Regions from separate parts of the Pan troglodytes genome. Here region 2 is linked to region 1. Evidence: chromatin contacts called from public HiChIP or PLAC-seq data. All regions are on one chromosome and are shown on one strand. The core of a region is the stretch at or near the end of the contact, and the rest is flanking DNA. Distances in the headings are between cores, read along the strand shown. Region 1 holds the start of CCDC91 (coiled-coil domain containing 91). Region 2 holds the start of PTHLH (parathyroid hormone like hormone).

Region 1 (2,700 bases), core at 5-2,504:
ACAATAGAAATGTTTTTTGTATGCATAAAGAAGGGGGTGGGCTGGAAAAATAATGTAGTCAAGGTGACTTGCTCAATACTGAAACTGCTCATTAACTACTTAGGCCAGCACTTATGGCAGACTTGTCAGGATGCCTTGCTAATATTTTCCACTTCCAGTACAGAACAGAGATTACAGGTTTAAGCCAATTTTGTTCAACAGATGAGAAACCCAGTGTCCAAGGATGAAAGAATACTTGTTATACAAGGAATGTGAATATTCCAGAGATTTATGCTCAAAGTCCCCAGGTTAGTGTCTTTCTTTCTCACTAGACTGTAAGCTTCTTGAAGACAAATATCTTGAGTGTTACCTTGTTCACTCTTGAATTGTCAAAACTTGGCCCAGGACTAGGTATGTGGTATACAATCAATAAAAATTTGTTGAATGAATGTTCTTCAAAATCCTTCCATGGCAAAAACAGAAGAAACATTCACGAGTGGACTGCTAGTTGACTGTTTCTCTCATCGCTATTGACAGTCTGAAATGGACAAAGACATCTATATAATCATTCCTTCCTTTCAAATAAATAATCTGTGAATTACGCTATTCTTTTCCTATTGCTTCAGGACAAGCTATTTGACAGAAAGCTTTTAAGAAAGGCTTTGCAAGAAAACTCTGCAACAGAGATGGCACGTATGAATTGCTGTGATCTGGAGTTGAAGACAAGAACAAAAGTAACTCTAGAGCAGAATTCTTTGACCGAAGTCATCTTACTGGTTGGCGGAGGCTCTCAGTCTACTTGCATCCGGTGCTTGAGAGTTCAGACAGGCAAAGATGAGAGGAAGCATCTAGTCAACATCCATTTCTTGAGCACTTACTACATGTCAGCCACTTTGCTTAGTCCCCGGTTTTACTGTACTCTGCTAGGAAGTGGTGAAGAGATTCAGCGGGATCTTCTTAGGACCAATCCTACAAAGTTCCAGGTGGAACTCATTTTGATTTTTGGGGACGGTTTATTTGCAGGGATCAGGTGGAGAAACAGGGCCTGCTACTCAAGAGGAATGAGAAACTGTAACTAACAGGAGGTAGACTGGGAAGGAGCATGGCAAAGTCACCCCTTTTCACAGGGCAACGCTCCAAAGACCACGCTCAAGCTGGGGTGGCAGGGCTCTGAACATGGGGCCCCGACCCGGGCCTCGGCCTGGGGCCACGTGACGCGCGTGTTTACGTTGAGTGACGGGCGCTGTGTTGGGCGGGCCTTGGCGGAAATCAACTTCCGGGGGCAGAGGTGTTCGAAGCCGGGTGGTGCGTGGGCTACCCCAACCTGTGTGGCTGGGCCGCGGTCTCCCCTCAAGGGCCTGGGGCCGTGCCTCGGGTGTACGCGTAGGGGTCTGTGTGCTGGGGGTGGCTCACCGGGCAGCGTGGGTGAGCGGCGCAGCGGCGGCAGCGGAGAGCGAGAGAGGGGAGCAGGTAAGTGAACGCTCGCTTTCCGGGGCCTGGGTCTTGGGGTCGGGGCCGCGCGAGGCGAGCGGAGAGCGCCCCACCGGGGGAGGAGCGCGGACGAGCTTCCGCCGCCTGCAGCCCGCCTGCTGCGGCCTCGCCCTTGGCTGTCGCAGCGACCAGGAGTCAGGGGGCGTGACCAACCTCCTGCGGGAACGGAGCCAGCTCCCGGGGGTGGGAGTGCCCACTCGTTCCTGCGCTCGCCGGTAGGTACCGGTACCTGCACGTCCCAGAATCGAGTGTTTTCGAAAGTCTACGCCCACGAACACGTGATTATTGTGTCACCGAAGCGCCTACCGAACGGAGACCTTGATTCTTGCTTAGATTACACAGAACGCGCCTGGTTTATGTATCCCCTTTTACTTTGCCAAGTACATCGGGGTAAAAGCTCTACAGCGTCTGCCAGCCACATTTCCTTAGAGTTTCTTGGGCCACATGTTGCAATAAAAGTGGCATTTCAGGGTCAAGGCAGGAGCCAGTAACTTTGCCAAGTGGTGAAGTATCCTTCGTCCCCGTTAGCACGCCTCCCTTTCCCAACAATAAAGATATTTTCTCCATCTGCGCGTGTCGCCTACTGCGGAGGAAAGCTTTGGACATGAAACCTATTTTTGGCTTCACTTTAAGGAGTGGAACTCTATTAAAAGCTGCCCTGGTGTTTTTTTGGTAGGATGATGTTGCTGCTGCTACTCTCACTTGCTTCCTTGATGAGAGTTGGGGCAGAGCTCGATTTCCTGGAGGGTAAAGTCTTGGCCACAATTTTAGGTGACTCAGCGGCCCCTTATGAATTCTGACTCTTTCCTTCCCTCCCCTCTCAGCTGTGCGGATACTGATGCCACCTTTCTCTCCAAATATTAATCCGGGTGGGAGTTGGATGATGGTTTTTGGAAGCAGTTTGCATGTTGCGTGGTGGAGTTATTGGAGTGGGCTGACATTTTACTTCACAATTTAAGGCAACCCTTCCCCCCCAACAATATTTAGTTGGGTGGGGTGACAGGGACTGACAACAAATTCGCTGTTGTGTTCCCTGCTGTCGGAGAGTTCTACACTTAATGATCACCTGATTGCCCTCTGCTACAATTTCTATTGCGTTGAGGGGATTGGCTATACTGTCTGTACCTATTAGGTAAATGTAGTAAGGGTCATGCCAGGCAGAGTGCACCTGCATGGTGTTGGCTAACCAGTAAACTGTGTGGTAGAGAATTGCCCTGGTTACGAAGTTTG
Region 2 (2,700 bases), core at 42-2,541, 220 kb before region 1:
GCGCGCAGGCCATACGTCCCCAGGACCGCTCAGCTTCCTCCGAGTTTCAGAAGCTTCCTGGGTCCTGACAGTAACCATCACCCCCCAACTTTTTTTCTTTTCCACTAGAGGCAGAGGATCTTTCCCTAGAAGAGATTCTGTGAAACGCTCCCTCTTATGGAAACACCCATAAAATCTCTCTCTTGCCTGTCTCCCGTTGAAGATCAACCAGTTCTCCTGCCAGGTTTGAGGACCCGGGCTCAGGCCCCGGCAGGTATCCGGGATGGTCCCTCTCCCTAACCCGGGCAAGGAGCATCGGTGACCGCTGCAAGCCCTCGGCAGCATCCCAGCTTGGCAGCCCCTCCCCCTGGCCTCCCCAACCCGGCGCCCTGGGGAGGATGGGGCACTTACAGGCGGCGGCTGAGACCCTCCACCGAGCGCCCGCAGGAGGGCACCGCGTAGCTCAGCAGGAACACCGCGACGCTCCACTGCTGAACCAGTCTCCGCTGCATCGTCTCCGCTCGCGCTCGGGACCTGCAACAGAAGGGAATGGGACCCGAGTGTCAGTCCGGACTCTCCATCTCCCCGCACTACTCCGCTCCCCCTTTTTAGCCCGCTCTCAAAAAGCCTCTTCAACATCAAGGGCATCTCCCAAGTTGAAAAGAAAAAAAATTTCTCTGGAGCCTCTCAGCACTTACTTATTTAGCAACCGGCTACTCCAACTGTGCTTTCTCCAAACCACACAGCCAGAAAGAGCAAAAAGGGAAAAAAGAAACAAATCAGAGGCGCTTCCTCTGAAATAATAGCGAAAATAAAATGGTTTTATATATGCATCAATGATAAGTAGTGTGTTTACACGTCTCCCATAGCAATGTCTAATTAATCTGGCCAGCAGTTCTCCTGGGTTCGTGGAACAGGGCTAACCGCCTCCTAAAAGAAGAAAGTTTCCCCCTCTGAAGTCAGCTTCTTTGCGAACCAGGCCCTTTCGTTCCAGAGCCACTTGTAGCGAAACCCACATATATATACATAGCTGTCTGTCTACCTCCTCTGGTGGGCTGGTTGCTTCCGGAAAGTTGATTCCACACACCCTGAGAACAAGTTTCAAGTGCGTGTGTCGTCGATCAGGAGGGCCAGGTGGCGGCGAGGGCGGGTCGTTAGTGGCAGCCGGAGCGGCAGGGAGGCGGCAGCCCTGCTTCACGGGCGGGGAGACATGCTGGCCGGGCGGCGCAGGTTGGAGGCGAGTTGAAAACCGAGCGGAGGAATGTTCACACGCTCCGAGGCAAACCTGCCGGAGAAGTGAGCTAGTCGCAAAGAGGTGGCGCCCTAGGAACGCGCGCGGGGCGAGCGAGGGCGCAGGCGGGCGGGCGGGCGCGCGGGGGGCGGGGGCGGCGACGGGCTGCCCGAACGGGCCCCGCGCCGCCCGAGCGAATGGAGGGGAGCCCCGAGCCGGGAATGAGCGGCGAGCGGCGGAGCTCCCCACTCCCGCGCTGCCGACCCCGGAGCTGTCAGGAGCTCTGCCGAGCCCCACCCCGGAGCCCGGGCCCTGTCGCGCCATCCCCGGGCCGGGGGCGTGGGCGCATCCGCTTGCTCCCTCCAGGCCCGGCCGGCTCCTGCCGGCGCGGCGGATCCGGGAGCCGAGATCCCCGAGGGCGTGCGGACTGCCCCGGGCAGCCGGCGGTCCCCGGCGCGCCGAGCTGGACGAGCGGGCGCCAAGACCACCAGGGGCGGACCGACGAGGAGGAGGCCAAGGAGCTGGGCCGGGGACCGCGGGCAACCGGGAGCCTGCGCGGAGAGGACGCGGGCTGTTGGCCTGTGAATTTAAGGAGCCCGAAGCTCGCCTGGCAGCTCGGGGCGATGCATGAGAACCTTCCTCCCTGGCCCATTCCCGGGATGAACTGAGTGGGGAGCATCGGCTAGAGAGACGGAGATCTTTTGCTTAGAAGAACAAAAACAGTTCCAGACTTCATATATAAATTGCACTTTTTGCTGTTTCAGAACTGCTGGGAGACATCTGGAGCCGGTCCCAAAAAACCCGCGCACAGGAGAGATCCCCCTTTTGAATTGCAGAGGGGGACCGACACTCCTGGAGCACGCACACGGCCCTTTTCACTCATGGTCGGGAGTCTAACCCATCCTTTCTCTGATACCCTACCTGGTTGTCCCCTCCCCCTCCAAAGTCCCAGGTTACAGATTCTTGGAAGACTGTATCCGAGTCGCTGCAGCCAGCGGACAGATGCAGTGGAACTATGGTTATGTGCTGCTCTGCCTGGGAGAAGCGACGGGAAAGCCGAGGTTCTTTCCAAAGCTAATGGGCGGGGAAGAAAGACTGCTCGGAATTACTGGGTAGTATCATCTAGGAAAGGATTGCAGCGGGAGTGGATACCCGCCCCAGGGCTCCTCTAACTTTTTGAAAAGAGCGCGAGTGGACTGGGAACCATTCAAGGGGTATTTGTCTTCTAGGCAATCCTGCTGGTAGGGTTCATTAGTTTCTAGAAGGCTAGTGTGATTTAGATTCTTGAGATGATTCAAGGAGTGTGGCCTTTATCAAGCCTGACTTTCCGGGTGATGCTCCACATATTTTACCCAGAGTGGGAGAAATAGCACGCTGTCACCGAGACCCTCGCTCATCGGGGCTCCCACTGGTTCACTGCAGCTAGCTAGCAGTTAAAGTTTGCTGCTTAGGTTGGGTGGGGGGGCATCTTTTCTTAGAAGCTCCTGCCT

The links. HiChIP or PLAC-seq counts read pairs in DNA pulled down with a chosen protein or histone mark.
Region 2: a contact with region 1 is called in an H3K4me3 HiChIP or PLAC-seq map of stem cell-derived excitatory neurons, with 4 times the contacts expected there. The contact joins the promoter of PTHLH here to the promoter of CCDC91 in region 1. A contact is called at or near these places in 1 of 7 Hi-C or Micro-C datasets (stem cell-derived neural progenitor cells) and 1 of 1 datasets of contacts at active chromatin or transcription factors (stem cell-derived excitatory neurons).

The regions. Positions count from the first base shown.
Region 1 is chr10:67,347,976-67,350,675 of NHGRI_mPanTro3-v2.0_pri, reverse strand. It overlaps CCDC91 (coiled-coil domain containing 91), which reads left to right and starts at 1,254. Exons shown (of 11, transcript XM_016923731.4): 1 at 1,254-1,449.
Region 2 is chr10:67,569,819-67,572,518 of NHGRI_mPanTro3-v2.0_pri, reverse strand. It overlaps PTHLH (parathyroid hormone like hormone), which reads right to left and starts at 1,291. Exons shown (of 4, transcript XM_009425687.4): 1 at 1,022-1,291; 2 at 391-513. The coding sequence starts at 491.